3 separate regions of the Mus musculus genome follow, and all the other regions are linked to region 1. Evidence: chromatin contacts called from public HiChIP or PLAC-seq data. All regions are on one chromosome and are shown on one strand. Each heading gives the region's core, a stretch centred on a gene start, on an enhancer-like site or on the middle of the called end of the contact. The rest is flanking DNA. Distances are from core to core; before and after follow the strand shown. Region 1 overlaps Zfp592 (zinc finger protein 592). Region 2 overlaps Sec11a (SEC11 homolog A, signal peptidase complex subunit). Region 3 overlaps Alpk3 (alpha-kinase 3).

Evidence for each region. HiChIP or PLAC-seq counts read pairs in DNA pulled down with a chosen protein or histone mark.
Region 2: an H3K27ac HiChIP or PLAC-seq map of embryonic stem cells shows a contact between it and region 1, with 10 read pairs. The contact joins two enhancer-like sites. A contact is called at or near these places in 4 of 15 datasets of contacts at CTCF or cohesin (CD8 T cells, the NIH/3T3 cell line, large pre-B cells and 1 more), 7 of 484 Hi-C or Micro-C datasets (the AML12 cell line, MC3T3-E1-derived osteoblasts, bone marrow-derived macrophages and 4 more), 8 of 115 datasets of contacts at active chromatin or transcription factors (CD8 T cells, astrocytes, embryonic stem cells and 3 more) and 3 of 9 other capture datasets (adipose tissue, liver and pancreatic islet).
Region 3: an H3K27ac HiChIP or PLAC-seq map of embryonic stem cells shows a contact between it and region 1, with 9 read pairs. The contact joins two enhancer-like sites. A contact is called at or near these places in 1 of 484 Hi-C or Micro-C datasets (nephron progenitors), 3 of 115 datasets of contacts at active chromatin or transcription factors (double positive thymocytes and embryonic stem cells) and 2 of 9 other capture datasets (adipose tissue and pancreatic islet).

Annotation. Positions count from the first base shown.
Region 1 is chr7:81,017,383-81,022,277 of GRCm38.p6, forward strand. The region is part of intron 2 of Zfp592 (zinc finger protein 592); the gene reads left to right. Among named protein-coding and RNA genes, the nearest start is that of Zfp592, 26 kb to the left of the region's middle. Within about 2 kb of position 2,824, at least 7 of the 459 cell types and tissues checked have an H3K27ac peak or open chromatin away from gene starts, as enhancers often do. A contact at or near this core is called in embryonic stem cells, where this site is marked.
Region 2 is chr7:80,918,346-80,923,240 of GRCm38.p6, forward strand. It overlaps Sec11a (SEC11 homolog A, signal peptidase complex subunit), which reads right to left. Exons shown (of 6, transcript NM_019951.1): 4 at 4,756-4,875. The region is part of intron 2 of Gm51451 (a long non-coding RNA gene); the gene reads left to right. Among named protein-coding and RNA genes, the nearest start is that of Gm51451, 10 kb to the left of the region's middle. Within about 2 kb of position 2,111, at least 99 of the 459 cell types and tissues checked have an H3K27ac peak or open chromatin away from gene starts, as enhancers often do. A contact at or near this core is called in embryonic stem cells, where this site is marked.
Region 3 is chr7:81,091,971-81,096,865 of GRCm38.p6, forward strand. It overlaps Alpk3 (alpha-kinase 3), which reads left to right. Exons shown (of 14, transcript NM_054085.2): 6 at 177-2,214; 7 at 2,937-3,084; 8 at 3,432-3,559; 9 at 3,688-3,723. The region is part of intron 2 of Gm51490 (a long non-coding RNA gene); the gene reads right to left. Among named protein-coding and RNA genes, the nearest start is that of Gm51490, 17 kb to the right of the region's middle. Within about 2 kb of position 2,576, at least 9 of the 459 cell types and tissues checked have an H3K27ac peak or open chromatin away from gene starts, as enhancers often do. A contact at or near this core is called in embryonic stem cells, where this site is marked.

The sequences.
Region 1 (4,895 bases), core at 1,574-4,073:
GTATTCAGGTACATGCTAGGTATGTCCTCTTCTGTTCAGGTACTTAGCCCTGTGTATGTTTTACCTCTATAATAACTTGAATGTATTTTCTGACTATTGAGTCATCTCATAGTTGTCTACATTTTTTTTAAAAGCAAAATACTGCTCTTTTCTGTTATTTGGATGAACAAGCTTCCACTTTTGTTATAGACCCTTCTTTCCCCCCAAATCTTTATTTCTCTAAAATTCCATGGTTATAATCTCTGCCTTCCATTCTCCAGTCTGTTTTGTGTGTGCACATGTGCATGTTTGGCTGCAAGCACCTTTACCCATTGAATCATTTTGGTGGCCCTTCCCTCGTATGTGTTTTGTAATTTCACTCTGATTTCTCAGGACCGTTTCCTGCACTGGTATACCTTTTCTTCTTTTCTCCCTTTCCCTTCCATGTCTGTTGTAGTACTGGAGATTGAATTAGGGCTTTGCACATGCTAGGCAAATGTTTTACCACTGAATACCACCCTAAGCCCGTTTTCTGCTTTTTATTTTGAGATAAAGCCTTACTAAGTTGCCTGGGCAAGCCTTGAATGTGCAATGAAAAAGCGATGCTGTGTTTTAAGGGGCTATTCTAAACTGATATCTAGTTGTCTTAACTAGGGTTTCTTTTTTTGTATGTTTGTTTTTTGTTTTTTGAGACAGGGTTTCTTGTATAGCCCTGGCTGTCCTAGAACTCACTTTGTAGACCAGGCTGGCCTCAAACTCAGAAATCCTCCTGCCTCTGCCTCCCGAGTGCTGGGATTAAAGGCGTGCGCCACCACGCCCTTTCTTTTTCTGTGATAAATACCATGACCAAAAGCAACGTGAGGAAGAAAGGGTTTATTTCATCTTCTAGCTTATGAGTCTATCATAGAAGGAAGGCAGGGCAAGAACCGATACAGAGGCCATGGAAGAGCGCTGCTGGCTGCCTTGCTTCTTATGGCTTGCTCAGCCTGCTTTCTTAGGACACCCAGGACCAGCAGCCCAGGGATGACACCATCCGTAGTGAGCTGGCCCTCCTACATCAATCGTCAGTCAAGAAAACCAATTACACGCTTGCCCATACGCCAATCTAGTGGGGCAGTTTCTCAGTTGAGGTGCTCTCTCCTATAATAGTCTTGCTTGTACCAAGTTCACATGAAGCTAGTCAGTACAGCTGACCTCTTTATATATGAACAGCATTGTTTAAATTCATTATTCTAAATATATAATGTGAGATCATGGTTCAAAAAAATCAAGGTTTTGTCCCTTTTTTTTATTGTTGTTTTCTAGGTTAATAATTTCTGAGAATTCAGTCCATGATCAGTTTGCCTTGTTGCTTTGGGCCTGAGACAAAGCAACATAACTTGATTGAGGAAACTTGTGGTAGAGTAACTGATCTCATGGCCTCTGTGAAACAAAAATGGGCTAGGAATGAAATATCCCCTTCAAAAGTGCCTCTAGTCTGACTTCCTTCTCCTAAGCGTCATCACCGTTCAGTACAGCCATGGTTGCTAACCAAGCTTTCAAAATGCCAATCCTTGGGAGATATTTAAGATCCAAAGCATAGCAGATAATCCCATGGGTTGAGATCCATCATTTTAGGGAACTTATGAAAGCATTAAACTTGATACTAGAATTGGTCAGTGAGTTAACATCTTTTTATTTTTTTTGTAGTTATCTAGAAATGACAGTCACATCCATGTGCACAAATGGACATGTATGTATCCATATGGTGTATATTCACTCAGATCCTATGGTGTTCAGTTGCTATGTTTTAATGTAGGATTTTGCTAAAGGCAAGAAATTCTACCTTCTAATTTTGCTATAGTCGTATAAAATTATATATTATTTTTATCTTTTAAAGAATTCTAATTGGTCAGTTACACTTGGTGAGAATCCATTCAAAATTAAGATGTTTTTTATTCCTTACTAAAGTATTTGGTAAAAGTTCCTAGAAAAACTAGTAGATCCTAGAGGAAGTTGTAATTGTAGTTTTTGCTTATGTATTGTTAAATTGCTCTTCTAACAGGTCACATAAATTATTACTTATATATGATTTTTACCAAAACTCTGTAACACTTGGGAGTATTACTTTATTTATTTATTTATTTATTTATTTATTTATTGAGACATGGTTTCTCTGTGTAGTCTTGGCTGTCCCAGAACTCACTCTGTAGATAGACCATGCTGGGTTTGACTTAAGATCTGTCTCTGCTTCTAGAATTCTGGGATTAAAGTGCGACACCACTGCCCTGCTAAGAAAGAGAACTGTGAAGCAAGCTCTCCTGTAGCGCTCAGGCTGACCTCAGACATAACTGCAACTGGCCTTGACCTCCTGACCCTCCAGCTTCCACCCACCCACCACACCTATCTTTGTTTTGTTTTTTCTGAGACAGGGTTTCTCTGTGTGGCCCTGGCTGTCCTGGAACTCACTTTGTAGACCAGGCTGGCCTCGAACTCAGAAATCTACCTGCCTCTGCCTCCAGGTGCTGGGATTAAAGGCATGCGCCACCATGCCCGCAGTTTTGTTATTTTTTGAGATGAAGTCTTGCTATAGCTCAGGCTAGCCTTCTCTTAATCTCCTACCTCAGCCTTCCCGAGAGGTGAGACTGTAGGTACACACTAGCACTCCTGTACTAGCTAACTGACTTCTAGCAAATATATTTTATGTCTGATCATTTTCTGCAAACCCATGACGAATTCCTGTGGGAGAACTGAAGCGGAAACTTAAGGGTTTTTTAGAAAGTCATTTGTGTTGGATGGTGTTTGCTGGGGCAAACATGTGAAGAAATGTTTAGTTAGAATGGACTCAGATGAAAGGCTAAGACACTTGTGAAAGAATGTTTCACTAACACAGACAGGTAAAATGATGTTTTACTAAAACAAGCATGCAGAAGGACATATGATGAAAGATTCTTTGCTATCAACAGGCACATATTGTTCTACCTTACATTACATAGTTGAACTATGTTTGTAAAAACATACCAAAAAACCTTTGGTGGTGTGCTACAGTTTCTTACTACTTCCTTGGACTCGGGTTGATTGGCAGAGTGAAGTCAGCCGAAACAAGTCACATGCTGAGACAAGGGGGAATATGAAAAGGACAAACATGGGGGGCGGATCCTGGCTTACTTAGGTAGCGGACGCTTGTCGCTCTCACGTCTTCACTGATCTGTGCTCCCTCAGTGAAGGGAGGCAGAGCAGAGAACTTTCCTGGCGTTCTTATTGGCGCTGGTCCCTCCTGCTGACTCTAGCCGAGGCTGAGGCCTGGCTATTCCTGCTAGGTCTTGCCACCGTTGGTGCTAACCCCACTCTACCAAACTGGACTGCTAATATTTCAGTTAAGTGTTTACGAGTGGATCGAGCTGCTGCTGCTAACCTGTGAACTAAACTGCCAATTTTCAGACAACACAGACTGGAGTTGTTTCAAAGAACCATTTCTAAACAGGTCTACCTTTCCTGTATCCTTTCTTTTCCACTACCTTTAGTGGGTGGTGGACTAAAAGTTAGTGTTTCAAAACCATCATTAAAAATAGTCATTAAAGTCGGGCGTGGTGGCACACACCTTTAATCCCAGCACTTGGGAGGCAGAAGCAGGTGGATTTCTGAGTTCAAGGTCAGCCTGGTCTACAGAGTGAGTTCCAGGACAGCCAGGGCTACACAGAGAAACCCTGTCTTGAAAAACAAAACAAAACAAAACAACCAATAAATAAATAAATAAATAAATAAATAAATAAATAAATAAAACCACAAAAAATTGCCATTAAAAAATTAAAGTTATAGAGAATATTACTTACTCTGATGTAATAACTCTTCATCAAACCCTTGTCCTTTTCTGAAGGACACTGGGCTCCAGCAAATGGTTTACTCCCGACCATTGTGTGCTTTTCCCCAGCACTGCAGGACCAATCGGTCCCACCTTTCTTCAGCTTTCTCCCCTTAGGCATTGAAAGGCAGGAAGAAATGGAGGGAGGAAGCGTCTGAAGCAAAGGTCCCAAAGCATTTCTTCGTAGTTATGCTGCCCTGCACATCAGTTCGCTTGGCAGTCGGATGCTGGGATCTGCCTGTTGTTTAAGGACTCCAGCACCTAGTCCAGGAGACAAATATCTGTTCAATTGAAAACTTTAATCTCATTCCAGTGAGGCAGTCTGCTGACCCTGATTAAATAATTGCTATTTTATTTATCCATAACTGGATATCTTCCCAAGGGTAGGGAATATACTTTCTTCATTTCCATGAGAACTCCTAGGCAGGGAGATATGCTTTGTGGAGGTTTGGAGTGTGGGTGGTTGTGATGTGAAAAAGCAAACCTGCAAACCTGTTGATATCAGGGCCTGGTAACAGATCATGCTGCCTGCCTCCCTTGTGGTTCTAGTCCCTCTCTTCTTTTTCTCTTCTTTTTAAATTTTATAGAAGGAACTTATTAGTGCAGCAGATGTTCACTAACTAAAATAACTTGTTAGTAATTTCATTACCCTAAACAGTTTTCTTTTCAATGATAGCTTCAACAAATACTTAATGTTATAATATATTGTTATCATGTGATGATACTTTTGCATTAGTCTTTTTTCAGTTACAGATAATTTTCTTTGTTGCTATGTAGATTATCAACCATGTTTTGTTGATTAAGTAATAGTCAAATATTTACCCATTCTCCTAGGTATTAGTCTAGGCCTTGAATCTTCTATGTAAGAAAGGATAACCTTGACCTTCTGATCTTCCTGCCTCACATGACCCTCCCACTTACTGTGGTCCTGGAGTCTCTAGATGCAGGCAGCCAGATAGAAGGATCCATCCCCTCAGCCTTGAGGTCAGTTCTCTAAGACTATAGATGGTATAGCTTTATCTTATGATATTTTCTATTTCTATCTTATTGTCTTTGTTAAGCAAGCTGTAGAGAT
Region 2 (4,895 bases), core at 861-3,360, 100 kb before region 1:
TTCCACTGCTAATGTTTCTCAACAGTCAGATCTTCTTTAACAGTCACTTGGGGCTGCAGCTGGAGCTCAGAAGGCAGAATGCCGGCCTAGCATAAAGGCATGAAGCCCTGGGTTTGATCTCTGACACCACACAATTCAGGTGTGGGGGTGCACACTTAAATTCCAACATTTGAGAAGTGGAGCCAGTATTCAGCTACAATAGAGAGCTTGAGGCCAGCTTGGACTGCATGAAACACAAAACTACCAGATACACTGTTCTAGTGTCCCCAGATTTTCTGAGCTTAAACAAATCCCTGAAACATGCACCCCAAACAATACTCAAGATGTTTAGGTCTGATTCAAGATGTGTACCTCAGGTACATGGTGGCAAGCAGTTTCACCTCAGCAAACTTGTGTCAACATGTGGCTCCTCCAAGAGCTGAAAAGAGACACCTACAAAGTATTGCTAAGCTCTGGGCAGAACAAGGCCACTTAACCACTGAGCCAACTATCCAGCCCCATATTTTAAATTCTCAAAATAGGGTCTCACTTTGCTGCTGCAAACAGCTTCCCCAAGCATCTACGACTACACATGTGCCACGGCACCTAGACACAAGCTTTACATTTTATTCACATGTGATTTACATGCATTTTATGGCCTATCAGTTTTTATGGGGTATTTTAATACATATATACAGTGTACACTAAACACATCAAGTTAATTAGCATTTCCACTTTATCATCAAAGCCTGTGGCACACTTTAGGGGCAGCCATTTTGCCCGATGCACTTTACTTCCTGTTAAGAATACTTCCTCTTCTGTGGGGACAGCATTGTCTGGAAGCCTCCAGCGTCACTGTCCCGTTCCCTCCTTTATCTCATTCTTTATCACTGCAGCATTTGTACCAACTCTCCTGCCCTTCTCTCCTCTTTTTCTGACACTGCTTTCTTTTCTGTGATTAACAGATCCAACTTTCTGGTTTCCCAAAGTCATCTCTATTAAGTAGTTTTAGTTGGTACAGTATTAGTTTCATTTCTAAAAATTTTATTACATGCTACAAGATGAATTAACCTTGAAAATTAGGATAGGTAAGAGAAACCAAACGCAGAAGACCACAACTGTGATACTGTCTACACAAGACACCCCACGAGCCATGCCTACACTGCAGGTTAGCACTGTCAGCAGCTGCAGGAAGAAGGGCGTGGCCTGCGCCTGCTAAGAGTGTCGAGAGAAATGATCTGGAATTAGATAGTAGTGTTGGTTGCACAAACTTGTAGATATACTAAAATCTGTGAACTATGCCCCTTAAAATAGAGACTCTTACATGTGAATTCTGTTTCAGTAACATTTTTAGACATAATCGGCTCAGAACCATTGGTGTCAGTGTGGAGTAAACCAGAAACCCCCCTTTTTTCACTGAGAGGTAGCTGTACCACAGACCAGGCTCACCTGAAAGAGTGAGGTACAGCTCGACTCTGAGATATCAGCTTAGTGTTTTACAAATACAATTTCCACAAAGGAAGGTGACTCATTACATTAGGTGTCGAGCTCAGAGGCAGGAGAGTCGATGAGAAGTGAGTTGGGCAGAAAAGCCTGTCTGCCAGCTGTCCACGTCCCAGGTGGTTTATATTTCATAGAATCAATACTTAACTCACATTATTACATTTTTTATTAAAAGCCACTAAAGGGTTTATACTGCCAAAATTGAGATTTTAGTTTAAATTTTATATAGTTTAGAACTTTAAAAAAATTCTTCAAAAAGAAGTTCCTAGGGAGGAAGCCTGAGTACTCTAACCTGGAAAATAATATGTCTTTTTTTTTTTTAACCCAACCCAGGGCTGCCTAGGCAGCCACAGTGACAGACAAAGAAGAACCAAATGCACACAAAGGGACATTCTTACACAGAAGAAGCACACAGAAAGAATTTGTCAAAAAGTGTTAAAATGTGCATATTCTTTACTTAGTAACTGTTTTTTATATTTTTACTGGGAAGACTGGGTAGAACTACTGGATATATCTAACAACAGCAGTGTTCACAAAAGCAAACTAGAAATAGTGCTAACCAGGGCCAATGCTAGGACAGCCAGTAGCCATCTGAGCTTCCCAGGGACTGGAGAGCTAGCTCTGTGAGTGATGATAAGTGTATTGATGTGTAAGTACACTAATGGCCTTGGAGTGAAAAGGTCATTACATGTACAATAGTGTGACTATTCTCTTATATAACAAATGTTGTCAGGCGTGGTGGTGCACGCCTTGAATCCCAGCACTTGGGAGGCAGAGGCAGGTGGATCTCTGAGTTTGAGGCTGGCCTGGTCTACAGAGTGAGTTACACAGCGAAAACCTCTCAAAAAATTAATGGCAGTGGAAGAAAGTAAAGCAACCCCACTTTCCAGTGACTGGGTGCCACGCACTCAGGTCGAGTCAGCTTGACAGGCTGTGAAGCCTAAAAGCCACTCACGAGGCAGAGAGTTTCAAGGAAGCTCACCTCCTGGAGTTTATCCATATACTCATATTCTATTCCCGAATTAGTCTGGTGTATGGATCTACGAGCTCTCTTTTAATATTTTATTATAAATGCCTTTTAAGATTAAATTCTGTTATAGTTAGTCTCCCCAGTGTTCCAAGATCCCAGAAGCTGCCCGAGCTTAGAATCCTGTGAGAAGGCAGTAAGGAAGTTAACCTATTCAGTAACTAACTAAGCATTACAATAGACAGAGCCAGTGGCTCAACTGGTCTGCAGAAAGAGCCAGGGAATCTCATTGAGATAGAAATCTTCAGTAAGGCTACATTGCATATTAAAAACAAGTTGGTATATTCTCCTGACAAATGGAGATTCTCCAGATACTTAAAAGTTACACTCATATAAGAATTTAGCAAGGCCTAGGAAATTAGGGGGGTTGTGATACTGCATTATTCTTGAGGTCTGCCAAGAGAAGAACCCCCTGGTGCTAGCCTTCACAAGGTTCAAAGGTATGACACTAGAGTGTGAAACTCTTGCCTGTCACTAAGCTGACCCTAGGTAGGACTGCTTTATCTTTACTGTAAACATTTACCTGGTTCCTGTAAATCCTTTTGAAGTCATTCCTTTGTTTTGTACCTGGTAACGGCAATGTACCTTGCCTGCTGTGACTTCCAACCCCTTGCATTCTCTGTACTATAAAAAGTTCGATGCTCGACCTGACATTACATTCAGGTTCTACACAACCTCTCCTGTGTGCATCTGTCTGTCATCTCATCCAACGCTTTGCCCACCTGTGACTAGAGACCTGTTCCACGCAGACATAGGGACCCAGAGGGTCTGCGGCAACTGGGGCTTCCTTGTTATTCTAAATGTACCTGCAGGTTTACAACTCGAGGAAAAACAAACACTAAAGAGATGGAGGAGTCTGAAAATGATAGGCGCATCTTTGGGAATGAGGAAATTTGGAAATCTATTTCTCAAAGCCACTGATGACCTAATGTAGATTGTGTTTAGCTTGAACATAGGATATAAAAGTTCCCCTTAAGTTGTACACACACACACACACACACACACACACACACACTCGCAGACAAAACAACACAGTAGTCCTTGTTCTGATCTGGGATTCCTTTACATTTCTCATACTACAATTGAATAAACTTCCTTTCAGAAACAGCCACCTGTTCTGCACAGCATAGTGTCACAGTGAGGTGACAGTACATGCTTGATTTATGCAGTAAGGAGGGGATGCTCAGACATCAGTAAGAATGCTGTGAAGCACCTAAACAGAGAACCAGCACCCACCCACCCACGTGAGGGACACCAGGCCAGCCACTTAAATCCACCACCAGCGTGATCTTAGATACATAACATGGCTTGTCTGAGTTTCCTCATCTGCAGAATGGAAATCTTAGAATTGTTTGAAGGTTAAAATGAAGCAATATTTATAAGGCACATATAATGAGTCTGGAACTAGCAAGCCCTAATAAAGGTGAGTTATTGTTAATACTATTAATACATTAAAGTAGTAAGTCCATACTTCCTTACACCAGTAACTTACAATTCCTGTCCTCCACTGATCTGTTCTCCTGATAATATCTGAAATAAACAGGCTTAATATAATTTAAAAATTTCATTTGATCTCATCAACTTCAAGCCTGAAATAAAACAATATAGGCTATATTAACACAATAAGACTAATTCATAGGAACAATTTAAATTGACTAAGACTTTAATAACTTGTTTCATGAAGCAGTAATACTATTCTGAAACCTAATAGCCTAGCCAAGTACAGATATCAATGCTCCTTGGGTGAATTGAATACATGATTCTTATTTTTAGAGCAAGGGTCTCAGGTAGCCAGCTAGCCTTAAACTCAGCGGCTTCTGGGATCTTGGAACACTGGGGAGACTAACTATAACAGAATTTAATCTTAAAAGGCATTTATAATAAAATATTAAAAGAGAGCTCGTAGATCCATACACCAGACTAACATGGGCTTCTTAGTGAGTCTGGCCTTGAACTCTGGTCCTCTTGGTCTACCTCTCAGGAGCTGGAATTACAGGTATGTAGCACTGCACCTGGCCAATATTTTAATTGTGATATCCACTATGCCATCTCAGCACTAGCATTTGACTCTCTTATTGCACCCCATTCCTGCCCTACGACTTAAGTGAACTTTAAGATTTATATCTTCTAAAGGACAAAAAGGTGACTTGGCATAACCAGGACCAACAGTTATGCACCCAGTCATACACAGTAAGACCATGTTTAAAGTAATACGAAAAGCCCATGACATTCCCTTGGGTACTCACCCTCTTGCTCTCCCCACAACATCTTTCTTCTCCAGCCAGTGTTGTCCTTGTTTATAGAGACCTCGGTCATCAACAGCATTATTATCTCCTTTGGTTAAAAACTTGATATGCCCATCTTGCCTTAGGAATAAGGAAACACA
Region 3 (4,895 bases), core at 1,326-3,825, 74 kb after region 1:
GATCAAGACTGAAGCTTTGGGTTCTTTTGGGTTCTCAGCGTGTCTGGGCCATGGACTGGGTAGCGGCAAGATTCCCTGCAGAGCAGTTCTGGATGAGATCAGAGAAAGCTGGGATGCCAGCTGCACAGAGACCAACACGTGTCGTTAAGACTGTGCTTTTGGCCATGTGTTTTTAGGCTCTGGAGTCCCCAGCAACCGTGGCTCCCACCAAGTCTGCCAACAGCAGCTCCGATACCGTCTCTGTTGATCACGACAGCTCTGGAAATCAAGGGGCCACGGAGCCCATGGATACAGAAACTCAGGAAGATGGAAGGACACTTGTGGATGGGAGAACTGGAAGCAGGAAGAAAACACACACAGATGGAAAGCTGCAAGTGGATGGGAGGACTCAGGGAGACGGAGCACAAGACAGAGCACACGCTTCGCCAAGGACACAGGCAGGTGAGAAGGCACCGACGGACGTTGTGACACAAGGAAGTGAGAGGCCACAGTCAGACAGGAGTTCATGGAAGAATTTGGTGACACAGAGAAGAGTGGATATGCAGGTAGGACAGATGCAGGCAGGTGAGAGGTGGCAGCAAGACCCTGGAGACGCAAGGATACAGGAGGAAGAAAAAGAGACACAGTCAGCAGCAGGCAGCATTCCTGTAGCTTTCGAAACCCAATCAGAGCAGTTGTCCATGGCCAGCCTCAGCTCACTTCCTGGAGCTCTCAAAGGCTCACCATCAGGATGCCCTAGAGAGTCCCAGGCTATAGAATGTTTTGAGAAGAGCACAGAGGCACCCTGTGTCCAAGAAAGATCTGACTTGATGCTGCGGTCTGAAGAGGCAGCCTTCAGAAGCCATGAGGATGGGCTGCTAGGCCCCCCATCAGGGAACCGTACCTACCCAACACAGTTGCCTCCCGAGGGGCACTCAGAGCATTTGGGAGGACAAACACATCAAAGGTCAGAGCAAGAGGACAGCCTGTCTCAGTGCCCCAAGAAGGAGCAGCCCCAGGAACCGCTTCATGTGGGTCTCTCTGGTGGGCATTCAACTGGCTTGAGTCAGGAGGTGCCTGCCATGCCTTCTCTTCCTGGGACGGGCCTAACCAGTAGTCTGCAGGAGGAGCTACCAGGCACCGCAGCTTCTCTGCACACAAACACAGATGTCCCCCTCCCCTCCAGGGACCAGGACTTTCCGAGTTCTGCTCCCACTCTGCAATTGGGGCCAGGGTCCCCCACTCAGAGTCACCCACCAGAAGCCATGGCTACTAGCAGTGAGGGAGCCTGTGCCAAGGAGCCAAATGTGGACGGGAGGTCCTCAGGTACCCGGAGCTGTGACCCTGGCCTTATAGATTCCCTGAAGAACTACTTGCTTCTGCTGCTGAAGCTATCCAGTCCAGAGACAAGTGAAGCCAGGGCCGAGTCCCAGGAAGTGGCAGACACCGGGGGCTTAACCTCCTCCTCTACTCTGGTCCCCACCATGGAGGTGGCTGGGCTGAGTCCCAGGACGTCGAGGCGAATCCTGGAACGCGTGGAGAACAATCACTTAGTGCAGAGTGCACAGACCCTGTTGCTGAGCCCCTGCACCTCCCGCCGCCTTACTGGCCTTCTGGACCGTGAGGTACAGGCTGGCCAGCAGGCTCTGGCTGCTGCCCAGTGCTCTCGGGGCCCGTGCCCCACCCCCCTCACCATCCCTGCCATTGTGGTGGGTGAGGAAGGATCTGCGGGAGAGGATTCCGAGGAGAGGACTTCGCAGGAAAGTGACAAGAAGGGACTGCTAGGGGAAGTGGAGGGGCACACAGTGGAAAGCAGAACCCAGGAGCCCTGCCAAGAAGAAGCAATGCCAGGGGAGGCTTTGACGGGTCTCCCTGCAGCTACACCCGAGGAACTGGCTCTGGGGGCCCGGAGGAAGAGGTTCCTCCCTAAGGTCAGAGCAGGGTCAGATGGAGAGGCAAACAAGGCTGAAGAAAGGGAGAGCCCCACGGTTTCCCCCCGGGGACCCAGGAAGGGCCTGACACCTGGGTCACCAGGGACTCCAGGGCGGGAGAGACGGTCCCCTACCCAGGCCCGAAAAGCCAGCATGTTAGAGGTGCCTGGCGCAGAAGAAGAGCCTGCAACTGGAGACTTGGTCTCCAGATCCAAAGACAGTGGCCTGGACTCAGAGCCTGCGGTGGATGAAGGCAAGCAGGAAGCTCTGGCCAAGCAAAGGAAAGCTAAGGACCTGCTAAAAGGTGAGTGCCAGGAGCGGGGCAGGGGAAGCTGTCAACACAGGGCCCTACTGTGAGTACCACCCTGTGAGGGGCACCTCCCTGCTAAGAGGCAGTAGTTCCTTGAGAAACAGCACTGCAGGAGCTATCTGAGGGGCCTAGAGCGCCAGGAAGGGAGGTGACAGTGACGGGGCACTGTCAGGGGTAAAGGCCAGGGAGAGATCTAGTGAAGGGAGGGCCAGGTATTGTTGGACCTTCTTTGCTCTCAGCATTCCAGAAACTAAGGCAGGAGGCTGAAAGTTCAAGGTCAGCTTGTACTACTCAGGGAGACCCTGTCTGAAAACCAGATCAAACAGGAACAAAGCATGCAAACAAAGGCCCAGCTCAGCACAGGCCTTGGCTTCAGGGGCCTCCGGGGCCCCACCATCACCTCTGCCTTTATGGACTTGTTCCATGGTGATCCCACAGCCAAGATAAGACTCAGAGGCAGGTTCAGAGAGAATGCAACAGCCAATGCAAAAGCCTCTCTTGACTGCTTGTCTCTGTGAACGTGCTTAGCCTTGAGTCCCTATGTCCTGTCTCCCTGCCTCCCACCCTGGTTAAGGTACGTGCTCTCCAGCACAAGCACCTTATAATGCTCAGGCTGTTCCCTAAGGATACCCAAGGATGCAATGGGTGTGACCCGAGAGGGCAAGGGTGGTAGGAGTCGGTCGGCTTCTGTCTTGTAACAGGGCTCCTGTTCTCAGCCCCACAGGTGATCCGGAAAATTCGGGTGGAACAGTTTCCAGATTCTTCTGGTAGTCTGAAGCTTTGGTGCCAGTTTTTCAACATTGTTAGTGACTCAGTCTTGACATGGGCGAAGGATCAGCACCCAGTGGGCGAAGTGAACAGGAGGTAAGCTGTCTGGAGAGCACCGCCACCTGCCCGGGCTCCGCAGTTACAGTCATGTTGGGGACTAGCATCTTGAACCCGTCCCCTCATTTTGTCCTCACACTAGTCCCAGTGAGTGAGTCTCTTATTTCAAGTGGAGATCAGAAAATTGAAACTCAGAGGTCTTAAATCATGGGTCTCAAGTCACACAGCAAGTAAGTGTCACCTGTGTGATTGAGGACCGGTTTCTGACCTGGAACCTCTCACCACCTTCCCAGGGCTCCCAGAGCCTGGGTTCCCAGCAGCCTGTGAGAGTTGGGTCGAAGGCCCTGGGTGATGACCCTCACGAGAAGGGTCTCCGCTCTCTGCAGTGCAGGGGACGAGGGGCCAGCGGCTTTGGCCATCGTGCAGGCGTCTCCCACGGACTGTGGTGTGTATCGCTGTACCATCCAAAACGAGCATGGCTCAGCGTCCACTGACTTCTGCCTCAGCCCCGAGGGTGAGTGTTCTGTGGATCTCAGCTGGCCTGGCCTTGCATTGTGGGAGGCAGCGCTGTGCTGTGCAGGGATGGGGCTCTGCCCAAATAGACAGCCTGAAGACAGTAGCACTCTCTTTTTCTCCACATAGTATTGTCCGGCTTCATCTCCAGAGAGGAAGGTGAAGGTATGTTGGCCCTCTGGTAGGGGGGCATGTCTTCATGCCGTGGCCCACCCTTGGCAGGGTTTCTGTCCTTAGGGGCATACAATCCTCCCTAAGTCTGCATGCTGTTCCTCTTTGCTGCCAGTTTAAGACATGGCTTGTGGGGGGTGATGGAGGGCTGGTGTTTCTAAAGACTGTGGAGGGAGATGAGCTGGGGTGGGGGTAGGGTGGGGTGTGGGGTCACTTAGCAGGAGTCAATGCAGCCCTCTGTCCCCTTCAGAGTCCTTGAAGGACATGACAACCACCAAGACCAAGACCCAGAATTTCTCCCAGTGCCCTGTGGACTTGGGCGTTAGAGCCACAGATAGTCTGCTGCGAGCCCAACGGCTTCTCAGCCCCTTGTTCAAGCATCCTGAATGCCTAGGAAAGAAATATGCATTTCCCACAGCTCTTTGGAGATTGTGAGATACATACCCTCAAGTTGGCTGTTTGCTTCAGGACATTTCACTGTGTAGCCTGAGCTGCCCTGGAACCCATTATGCAGACCCGGTTGGTCTCAAACTCACAGAGATCCACCTGCCTCTGCCTCCTAAATTCTGAGATTAAATGTGTGTGCCACCATGCCTGGTTATCCCCAGCATTTGACAAGCACTTCAAGGGTTTCCCTGTTGGAGGAGAGTGCTGTAAAGTCTCTGTGTTCAGTTGTCTGGTTGCATTTAATCTCTATCGAACTGAACCACATCCGGGCTAGGTACGGACGTGCATGCCTGTAATCCCAGCACTTTGAGCCAGAATCTAGAGAATTATCATAAATTTCAGGCCAGTATGATCTGCGTAGTGAATTCCAACCCATCCTGGACTATAGAATGAGACCCTGTCTCAACAACAACAAAGTCAAAGAAACTAAAACCTCAACCAAATTAAGAACTTAGGAATTCTTTAATATCATCCAGTGTTCACATTCCCCAGCTGTGTCCGTGAGTTGGCTTGAATCAGCAACCACTGTTAATTTGTCTCCTGTGTTGTCTAATGTACTGTTCCTCCCCCTTGTTTGTTTTCTCTCTTGCCATTCATTTGTTGAAGTCACTTAATACATAGAATTTCTGTGTGTGCATGTGTGTGTCTATATGTGAGTAGGTATTTGTACATGTGTGTGTGTATATGTGTGTGTCTATATGTGAGTAGGTATTTGTACG